Linked DNA regions of Mus musculus: region 2 is linked to region 1. A link is a contact called in public promoter capture Hi-C data. All regions are on one chromosome and are shown on one strand. The core of a region is the stretch at or near the end of the contact, and the rest is flanking DNA. Distances in the headings are between cores, read along the strand shown.

Region 1 (5,546 bases), core at 2,160-4,659:
TGGATGGAAAAACTACCTCGAGAAGTGATACTGGGAATGGTCGCTTAGTACCATTCTGCACTGCCTTTCTTTTATTATGTATGCACAGGATTGATCTGCAAGTGTGTGTGTGTGTGTGTGTGTGTGTGTGAGAGAGAGAGAGAGAGAGAGAGAGACAGAGACAGAGACAGAGACAGAGACAGAGAGAGACAGAGACTGAGACCAGGGTCTCATTATTTAGGTCATGCTGGTTTGAAACTGACTATAGTGACCAGGCTATACTCAAACTCACAGAGATCTGGCTGCTTCTGCCTTGGTAGTGTTAAGATCAGGGCACATGCCACCATATCCACCTGTTTCTGTTTTGAAAGATTTATTTATGTGTACATGCAGAAGAACTGGAATGGAAAGCAGTTGACTGATGTGGGTGCTGCTCACTGACCTCAGGTCATTTGCAAGAACAGTGCATGCTCTCCACAAAGAAAATAATTGTGGGGGGGGGGGCGGAGGGAGGGAGACAGACAGACAAGATGTCCCTATGAAGTTCAGGCTGATGTTTAACTTGCCACCCCTTGGAAGCCTCTTCCTTCAAGTGGAAACATCCCCCCAGGCAGGGGGAGGGGGCATCTTTTGAAACTCAGGAAGTAAACAAACCTCACAGGTCTGAGAAGCTGACCTTGGGGGGAAACTAGCAGCCCCCATGCTTGTCAGGAGCTTCTCCCACCAGTCCTGTGCAATGTCCTGTAAGTACTGTGGTTACCTGTGCTGGGGCAGGCTCTTTGGTAACACAGCTACTCTGGGGCCATGTCTTTGCTCACCCACACTCTTGCTAGTTACCCCAATACATTCTCATTGGCTCCCCAGGTTGCGCTGTGGTACCGTTGTGACTTTGGCCTGTTTCCTTTCTGGGCAGAGTGGCCCTGTGCTTTGTGTCTCCCCAGGAAATGTCTGTCACAGAAAAGCACCCTCTTGCCTCATCCTTCGATGTACTAGAACTATCAGCATGAATCACTTTTTAAGAGATAAAATAATAAAAGGGTTAATAATAGGTGACTAAGTAACTTCACCCACGGCTTAGAACATCCTAAGTATATTCTGAACTCGAGAGGCAGATGTGATTTGCTACGACAAGAGACACCTTGGTTATAGGGGCTGAAGTGATAGCGACAAATCTAATTGAGTGAATTCTGTGCCATGGAGGGGCTCTGAGCATGGAGGGGCTCTCGTCCTAATCTCCATAGTGATCGTCTTCCCACCAGCTCCTCCTCAGACTTCTGGCTCCCTCGGATTGCCTCCAAAACCAGTTACCTTCTTAGTTATTATTAATGCTGAGATAATAAAACAGCATGGCCAGAGCCTACAGGATGGCTCAGTGGGGTAAGGGTGCTTTGGTGCTCGGTACCAATCCTGATGATGCACATTTGATTCCTGGAACCCACTTGGTGGAAGGAGAAACCACTCCTACAAGTTGTCCTCTGACCTTCACATACATGCATGGTGGCATCTACATCCCGACATACAAAGACCCAATAAATAACTCTGAGAGCAAAACCAAACTGGTCATATCCTAGACACTCAAGTCAGTTGAACCAAACACTAAATGTAGAAAAAGGGGATCTTCGGTGAGGGTGGACTGGGGAAATGTTATGGTTTGCCTTTTTGGTACTATATTGCTTTAGTCATGGGACACAGCACATGTCTGCCAACACAGTCCCCGGACCAACCAAAATACATCACCCGGAATGTTTGAAACAGACCGATACAGAATCCGAACTGGGACAAGATTCCCAGGCGATTCCACAGCATCAGAGGTTGTTAGTAAAGCCAGGCTGCACACTGGGAATAACCTGTAATAACTTTAAACCCATCCATGTCATGTCCCAACCTCAGAAATCAGTCTGGCCACTGTCTTCTTATCCTGTGAAGAGACTCTGAACCTGTGGTCGGTTCCCCATTATAGCGGTTCTTAAGGTGTGATAATTGCTTGAATTTGCTTTCCTTTACTGGGCCTGGTGGTTCAGACCGAAATCCTAATGCTTAAGAGGTAGAGGCACGAGGACCAGTCTGGGCTACATGAGGAGACTTTCTGGGGAGGAGTGGGAGAGGAATTTAAAATCGAGTGCTGCTGCTCTTGGTGGCAGTTTGACCACTACACTTAAGAAAATTACTGGCTGAAAATAGCTCACCCATACTTGTAAAGCCACACACAGTTTGGCCACAGAGCTAGCTTCCAACCCACCCATGATTCTCTCTAGCAAATCGCCCAAGGCCTGTCTGGTTCCCCAGAGGCCAGAGGGATTTTGCAGCATGCAAGAAACAGCCCCAACCCTCCGCAGACTGCTTTTGACTCCCATGACTTACAGGTGCCCCTCTCTGATAATCAAGCTTTCATGTCTTCAGCCTCCCTCCCTAGCCACAGAGACAATTTCACTTGGTTAAGTTCAGTTGTAGCTCCGTTGTAGTTGCGACTGAGGTCAGTGAACTCCTCCAGGGTGGAAAATGACCGGAATCTGAGCCAAATTGGCTCTAGGGGCGGGTCCACACTAGCCTCTGGATCCGGCAGAACAAGGCTTTCCTGTGTTCCATACGGTCAGTGGCCCAAGATCTTTCCCAGACAGAGACAGGGAAGAAGGACGAAGGAAAAATGGCACCTAGTGGGTGGGGATAGTGATTGAAAGTCACCTAGTATCGTGGGCCTTCTGATCATGAATCTTCCGACTATATCACCAAGTTCTGGGGGAAAAAAAAACGGAATCAAATAACTGCAAGTCATTCTAAATCTCGCCACACTAAGCAGGGCATTCTGCTGTCCCTGGTCGGAGAGAGGTGGGGTTGGGCACTGTCCTGGGATTCGCTCAGGTGGTGGGCACTGAGCCCGAGCAGCATCAGAGGTGGCACCTGTGTCTCTGGCATTGAATACCGCGCCGCTTAGGGTGGTGCCGGAAGCCTGCGCTAGTGGCCTGGAAGGGGTGGGGGGCGGAATTCGTGGGTCTTTGTAAAACGCTTTCCACGTGATGTCGTAGTTCTCTGTCAGGCTTCCAAAGGCGACCTGCGGAGTCAGTGCCACGAATCTCCCTCCGGGCCTCCGCATCCCGCTGGACACCAGCGACTAGCGCTCGCGTCTCCGCGGTGGCGCTTCTTCCCGCTCTTGGCTTGGTGGTGCAGCTCAGACACCAGCTCTTGCCACACGCCCAAGTAAGGCACAGCTCCAGGGTGGCGTGGCCCTGCCCACGGTCCACCTTTCTGCGCACCTGCCTCCGGGGCGGGGCGGAGCGGGGCGGGGCCGCTGTGCGGGCGCAGGTCACGGCTCGGACGCTGGAGGGGGCTGTGGCTCTCCGCCGTCCCCAGGCTGTGCCCAGGCTCCCCCTGCCGAGGGCTCGGCCCAGGCCCTGGGAGGGGCAGTGGTGGCCCTCATTTCCCGCTCAACAGCCTCGGAGGCGGCTGGTCCCGGCGCGGGCGCAGCGGCTGCGGGGAGCGGGGAGCCCGGAGAAGGTGCGGGGCGGGGACGCGGCCACCGCCCGCTCTGCGCCGCTCCTCCCCACGCGAGTGGCGCTCGGGCCGGGCGTCGAGGCGGCCGCGGCGACCCGGAGCTCGCTCCCCACCCACCCCGCCTGCTCCGCCCTCCCCTCCGCCCCGCGCCACCTTTGATGGCTCGGACCTCGGCCGGCCGCCGCCTGCCTAGCTCGCGCGCCCGCCGCCCGCGGGGACCCCTCGCTCGCCGCCGCCGCGCCCTCGCCAGCCTTGCAGCCCGCAGCCCGCAGCCCGGACCCGGAGCCACCGAGGTAGGAGGCGTGCGGCGAACAATGACCGCGGCGGGAGGGCGGCCGCCTGGGTGGACCGGGCCGCGGCGGCAACTTGTGCGAGTCCCCGCGCTCGCGGCCCTGGGCGCCGGCCGAGCTGGCTGCGGAGTCCACGGGAACGGTCCTTTTTGTAGCCGGCGGCCGCAGGCCCCGCAACAATAGCAGAAGCCACGGTTCCTCGGGCACCGGTGGAGCTCACCTCCGCGGACCTGGGCTGCGGGGCTCTGAGCTCGTGGGTTCTCCCCAGCTTGGCTTCCTCTCCTTGGGCGCCCCTCCCCCGCTTCCTCCCATCCCACCCTGCCGGGTGACAGCGCCCCCGACGCCTCTTCCGGACCTCAGGCTGCAATCTCGGCTCTGGAGGTCCGTCTCCCGGCAGCACGGGTGCCGCCGTGCCGCCGGGTCACTGCATCTCGCCCACGGGCGGCGAGAACCTCCCGGTGGGTGACAAAGAGGAACACGCCCTCTTAAGTTAGATCTTGTTTCTCTTTACTCTCTGCCTTATGGAGGGGGAAGTTTCCCCCTCCCTTTTTAAAGCACAGGATATATATTATTATTTTTGTGTGGGGGGACGGGGAGTTCAGAACTTCTGATTGTGATTTTTTACGATTTAAGTTCGGAAAACTTTAGCCTTGTGATCCATCCGGACCCCGGTGAGTCTTAGACCTAGGGGTCGTGGAGGAGTACCAGATTCCTTGTTGGGACCCGGAAACCACGGCTGGCAGGGATTTTCTAGAGTCCCCCTAGAAAATAGGGAGGTAGGGCTCACAAAGGAACGAGGTTTGAGACGTGCTGGTGAAGATGTGGGAGCGAATAACTGCCTCTCATCTGGAACAGTTTACCAGGCTCAGCTTCTCCTCCCCTCCCCGGCTCCGGCTCCGGAGTTCAGTGGCCTCCGGCTGTTTCATTTATTTTTGTTTCAGCCTTCCTCCGTGCTAGTTTACCGCGTTTGACAACCTTAAACCTGGCCCCTGCCCATGGTTTACCCTCCAGACTTCCAATCCCTCCCTTAGTAGGCAGCGTTTTCTGACCATAACCTCGACCCAACGATGGGCCATGTTTAATGTGCTTTGCACGTGGGGACTTGGCCAAGCCCACTTCAGAACATTCCCCTAGCGTTGTCTTACTTCTCTTTTTCTATCTGAACAAGGAATGGAGAAAGAGGGGGAAAGCCTTTTGGATTATGAAAGCTTTAGTTGAGGAGTTGCCTTTAAAAATTGGTTTGGTGTTTTGAAAGCTAAGGTGGGGCCCTTTTCAAATCCCTGTCGTCTTTCCCCTCAGCCCCACATTTCTTGCTGGCATCTTAGCCTCAGCTTTTCAGGTGGGTGGGTCTCTGAAAATGCACGTCTTCCGTGGGTCTGGCATCCACACAGCCCACTTTATATTCCTGCAGCATCGGTCTGCAGCAAGACACTAATATTGGACCTTCTCCAAGCACAACGAAACGTTTGTGTTTTTAGTATGTCTGGCTAATAGCTCTGCTTCTGGGTAAAATAAATAGAAGCATTATTGGGCAGTGACTGGTCTACTGGGGGAGTCGGTGGAGTAGATAGTGAGCAGATGTCTGCCAAACCCACAGGAAGCTAGAAATACTTGGTCATCGATGAGGTAACTACCTTCTCATGGTGTGTGTGGGGGTGGGGGTGTGTGCAGAACTGTAGTGTGCTCCTCTGACTTGGGATATGCTGTTAAGATTTAGGAGTTCTGTAAGTTGGAATCCTTCTGAAGTTAGATATACGATGTAAACATCCCCCTCTGCACCCCACTTCC
Region 2 (5,618 bases), core at 1,194-3,693, 470 kb after region 1:
CAGCTCAGGAGCCAAGAGTGATATATATTGTTTTTAAATAATTGAAAAGATTGAAGGCTGTTTTGTGAGCACATAGAGAAATATATAAATGCCAGGTGTGTTGGCTCACACTTGTAATCTCAACACTTGGAAGGTTGAAGCAGGAGGATTGCTATGAGTTTGAGGCTAGTCTGGGCTGCATAGTTCAGGTCTCAACCAGCCTGAGCTACAGAATAAGACTTTGTCTCAAAAACAAAGATGGCTCTGGTATGTGCACACACACATACACAATCAGTAAATAAAATTCAATAAAAATTTAAAAGGAATATTTTTTAAAAAAGACAATTAAAGGTGAAAAGGAACCATACACAAGTTGACATCAACACCTGTAACTGGTTTTATTGGGACAGCTCCACCTACATGTTTACTGAGTGTCTGAGGTTGCTTCTACACCAAGGACAGAGCCCAGGAGAGTGCTGGTCTCTACTTAAAAACAAGTCAAATGGGCTGGCGAGATGGCTCAGCGGGTAAGAGCACTGACTGCTCTTCCGAAGGACGAGAGTTCAAATCCCAGCAACCACATGGTGACTCACAACCATCCGTAAAGGTATCTGACGTCCTCTTCTGGTGCATCTGAAGTCAGCTACAGTGTACTTATGTATAATATCCTGAGCAAGCAGGGACTGAGCACGTGGGGTTAACCGGAGCCAGCAGAGGTCCAAAAAAATTCAATTCCCAACAACCACATGAAGGCTTACAACCATCTGTACAGCTACAGTGTACTCACATACATAAAATAAATAAATAAATCTTAAAAAAAAAAAGTCAAAATTTAAGATTTCAACCATGGGTGTTTAGGTTCAGTCATGGGTGCCCACATCCCATTTACTGCATAGTCTGTGGGTGCCATGTCTGTCTCTCTCCTTCCTAGTCATTCATTACTTCGTCCCCTGGATTCCCAGGGGGAGTGAGGTCCCTGGCATGAACCACACAGGAGGAAGTCAGTGGCTCAGGGCACCCATTTCTCTAAGAACTGCTTCCTGCTCCTTCCATTCCACAAGTATTCCTAGGGTTACAGTCTATCACATGGCACCTGAAACAATTCTGACGAGCTCTAACTGCCAACCATTGTTTTCACCAGGGGGAGTCACTATAACTTTTAATTATCTTTTCCATTTCCTTGCTCTTGATATTGAAAAGCTGAGACATCCACAAATCAAAGCCTGATTTGATTACAAGTCACTGGTCCCTATTCCCATGCCAAGCAAAACTCCAGCAGAGGACCAGTTAGTTCAATAAGGAAACACCCATTGCTTTGGAACACTATGCGTCCAACAGTTCTGTATTCTTTTCTTCCCACCAGAGCTATCTGTTAGAAGGGCAAAATGCATCTCACACAAAGCAGATCCTGTGGTAACTTGGGGACCTGGCATCAGAGTCCAATACAAGCATCTTAAGGCGGCTCTCTGCAAGGTACAAGCGGCAGCCGGGAGGGGGATCCGGAGCCCCTCTTAGAAGCTGGGTGCAGTATGTAGTCTGATGCTGTTCATCTCAAATGACATGAGAAATCTGTTCCGAACAGCAATTTGCTACAGCCAAAGTTCAAGGTGTGACTCACTCCCTTGCTGCTACTTCTCAAACTCCTGCTGTGACCCAGGGGGTCACCAGGCCCCCATGGGCGCTCTGTACTGAGGCAGGAACAAAAGGCTAGCAAGGGGCAACATGAACACGATGCAGGGAGACCAAGCTGGAGCTCTGCTGCCAGTGTCCATGAAGCCCGAGAAGCAGGGGTTGGCCATCAAAGCGGAATTTTGGGGGAGTCAGCTTGTTACCCCAGCTTTAGGGGGACCGGTGGCCTCAAGGTCTGTGGTTCTAAGTTACTCCCAGAGGCAGCTTACTTTGAAGCAGGGCAGGCACCGAGCTGCCTCTTAGTTCATAGGCTGATACTCCTACTCTCGTCTCGTGTGCCTTTTCTGAGGACAGCAGTAGAACCAGGAACGGTACAGAGAGGCGCCAGGGATTCCCATGAGAATTCCAGGGTCACCCTCTTTGCTAGAGGCAAGCACAGAACCAAAGTTCCATGTTGCGCCCTGAGGCCCCCAGTACGCCCTTCCTGCCATCACCGGCAGAAAGCACTCAACTCCAAGGCCACAGACACTTGGCACCGAGAGAATGAAAACCCGAGAGTCTAAGAGGTAGGAGGGCGGAGAGTAGTGCGTTTATTCCCCCAACCTTGGCGTCTGACCACCTCGGAGGAAACGTCAAGAGTGGCTACCTCCTGCCCAGGTTTCCAGCCTCCAACCAGTCGGTTCCCTGCGGCCAGTGAGGAGTCGTTCCCTATCCCCCGGTGGCACCTGCTCCGCAATCTCCCTGCGACAGAAGTGTCCCTGATCCCGACGACCCCGCCCCAGCTGCCCGTGCTCACGTACCCATTGTGGTGGCTCCAAGGCTCCGGACGGGCGACTGGCAAGCAGGAGTTCAGCCTCCCTTACTTTGTTTCCAGGCCCTGCCCAGCTGGCTACCTGTGTGACTGTAGGAGTGCAAGGCGGGGCCGGCTGGGCTCCACCCTTGAAGGAACCGAGGCTAACATCGCTTAACCCTGCTGCAGGATACCTGTCCCTAGGACGCTGGTCCCAGACCCTCTGGAGCAGGACAGATGAAGCTGTCCCAAGTAACGGGGTGGGCGTAGGGGGAGGTGGTGGCAGGGATCTGGGGCCACGGACTCCCTTTGTGAGTGGTCACTAGGAGGCTTGATTGATCCGGTTGATCTGTGGTTGATAAGCGGGTCGCCAGGCACCATGCTAGGACTTACTGAGTCAAGAAAGCAGGACTTGCATGTTTGGCAGTCTAAAGGGCTTGGGCCGCCGCTGGGATCCCACTTAACAAACAACAGCTCAGAGAACCGCTCTACCTTGTTTGGGGAAGCATAAAGGGACTATAGCAGTTTGTGTCTGTGTCCTTGAACTTGCTGTGCAGCCAGAGACCTAGCGTCCTGACCCTCCTGCATCTCTCCTCCCCAGCTCTGCGATTACAAGATTGTAATACTTGGCCTGGCCATTTTTCTGCTTTCTGGTCAGCCTTGAAGAAGTTAAGGCTCTGGATGTTTACAGGGGAGCATTAAAGATGGGACATGAAAATGGGTTTCAATCATTTGTTTATTTATTCATTTATTTATTGAGAAAGAGACTGCCTCCCCAGCCTCAGCTCATCTACCATCTCAATTTCTCTGTTTCTTCCTCCCCAGTGCTCAGTTATCCCTCTCACACCCCACAGTTGTCTTTGTCCGTGTGATGTATACAGTATTCAGTGACCATCCTGAGCATTAAGTACATTCACCAACATCGTCCCGGCTACAGAACTTCATCTTCCAAGCTGAAGCTCCGTGGCCTTTAAACAACAGCTCTGCCGTGGCTTCCCCAGTCTCTGGTTGTCAATACTTTACTTCTTGAGTCAGACACCCCCACCCCGACCACCAGGTGTCTTGTGTGGGCAGACTGTGCAGATCCTCTGTTCTGTGGCTTCTTCCAGTTAGCAAAGTGTTCTCCAGGCTCAGCCATATTCTTGCATGGGTCAGAACACCCTTTAAGGGTTGATGAGTCTTCCACATTCGCTTTGTTTATTCAATCACCTGCCCTTAGGAACTCCCAGCCACCCTGCTGGGAGGTGGGGGTGGGGGTGGAGCACAGGAAGCCCTTTCTCAAAGGCAGCGGCCCTGCCTTCCCTGACTTTTGGGAGGAAGACGCTCCTTTTACCCTTGAACTGTTGCTACTCCCAGGGTAACAGCTGAGTTCGCTGAAAGATTAGTGACTGCATAAGGTGGGAGGTGTTGCCTTGGCCAATGGGAAGGGAGAGCAGACACCGGGTGCTGGCCAGTGGTGGCGACAGAGAGGTGAGGTTTCCTTTGGTTGTTTCCTCTGCAGGGTGAACTTTGTGTTGTTGAGGTCATAAGCTTCGCACATCTTAGGATGTCCGTGGAAGCACTCCGGCTTGCAATCAGGTTTCCAGTGTGGTCCTGATTCATTATCAACATCTACCCCATTCATGCACGGAATCAGAAACTCTGGGGCCCCGGACAGCAGCTGGTGACTTGGTGCTCAGGAGGCCTGTGCTGTGTCTCTTCTGCTTACCCTCACTGGAGCAGGGCTCATTTATCACCTCCACGGTCAAGTGCTAGGGCCTGTGCACCGGACAAACGGAAACAGCATGGTCCTATGTCCACCGAGCATGTGTTCTGTGTCCTGCAGGCTGGGTTGCTCCTTGGTGCTGGGTGAGGACAGCAGATCTGGGAGTCTATGTCCTCTACACTGAGAGTCACACTGTGTGGGCCTCTTCTTTGACCTCACTCTTCCAGGTCTTAGCTTCTCTAACAGATCAAAAGGTTCAGCAGCTTAAAAATACCAGAATGGTACCATCTCCTGGTTCTGGAGGCAGAAGTATTAACCAGGCAGGGCCCTGTGCTCCCTCTGAGAGCTCCAGGGAGGATCCTTTCTGGCATCTGCCAGCTCCTGATGATACCTGTGGTCCCTGCTGCGGCCACTACTTCATCTTCACACAGCCTCTGCCTCTCTCTCCTCTAAGGACATCAGCTCTGGGGAGGTTGAGGAGGGGAATTTGAAGCATTAGGAAAGCAAAGTCATTTGGTCTGAGGAAAACGCATCTGGGGAGATGTTGCTGAGAAACAGGCCCAAGCTGTCTGTCACACGCGATAGCTCACCACTAACAATTCTTTACCTTAGCTTCACCTCCCTAAGATGTTGACTTTAAAGAGAAAAGTCATAACTTGATACCATCTTGACCAAGTGGCCCAGGTCAACCTCACCAAGAATAAGACGTGACATCATGCCCTAGACAGAAGAGGCCAAGACAGTCATAATACTGATTCTGGAAAATTCCTGTCCCTAACAAATTAAGGGGAAAGACAATGAATGTCACAAGAACGTACTAGTCCACTTCCAAAATATGAAGTTTCCAAAACCAATAAGAGACCAGACTCAGTAGGCTGAATCTCTTTGTATGTTACACAAACATGCACATACGAATACACACATGCACACACATGCATGTACTCATGTGCACACATGTAATGATAGTTATAGAAGAGAGGTCATGAATGGGGGGATAAGAGAGAGAGGGATGATATAAATAAATACACTATTCTTGTTTGAAATTCTTAAAGAAGTAAATTAAAATATTTCATTTATGTACCAGACAGTGTTTTAGGTATATTTATAGAGCTGTACAACTGTCACCTCAGTTGACTTTAGAACATTTTCATTACCCCAGAAGAAGCCCTATATATGGTGCCACCACTGCCAATAATCCCATTTCCCCAAGCCCCAGCTAACTACCAGTCTACTTCCCACCTCCACTGATTTGTGCTCTAGACACTTCTTGGATCTTCTGGGGCTGCTTGCTTTCACAGCAACTACTGTCTTGTCATTTGTTCTTATAGAAATTAACCTCTGTAATTGTAAATAACAAAATTATGCTTCTGTATCAAGATGTATTAGCTCTAAACTTTATGTAATGACCTGCTACTGTGAAAAGGACATTATGACCAATTAAAGTTCTTCTTTTATAGCACCTCCCCACACCCTTTCAATTAAATAGTTTTACTGTTTTGATTTTAGATCTGCACC

What was found. Promoter capture Hi-C pulls out the DNA fragments that hold promoters and counts their contacts.
Region 2: a contact with region 1 is called in a promoter capture Hi-C map of embryonic stem cells, with 4 times the contacts expected there. The contact joins the promoter of Slc15a1 here to the promoter of Farp1 in region 1. A contact is called at or near these places in 4 of 39 promoter capture datasets (embryonic stem cells, hippocampal neurons, liver and 1 more), 1 of 484 Hi-C or Micro-C datasets (embryonic stem cells), 1 of 115 datasets of contacts at active chromatin or transcription factors (embryonic stem cells) and 1 of 9 other capture datasets (embryonic stem cells).

What each region holds. Positions count from the first base shown.
Region 1 is chr14:121,032,165-121,037,710 of GRCm38.p6, forward strand. Farp1 (FERM, RhoGEF (Arhgef) and pleckstrin domain protein 1 (chondrocyte-derived)) reads left to right here and starts at 3,410. Exons shown (of 27, transcript NM_134082.3): 1 at 3,410-3,761.
Region 2 is chr14:121,502,811-121,508,428 of GRCm38.p6, forward strand. Slc15a1 (solute carrier family 15 (oligopeptide transporter), member 1) reads right to left here and starts at 2,444. Exons shown (of 23, transcript NM_053079.2): 1 at 2,409-2,444. The coding sequence starts at 2,412.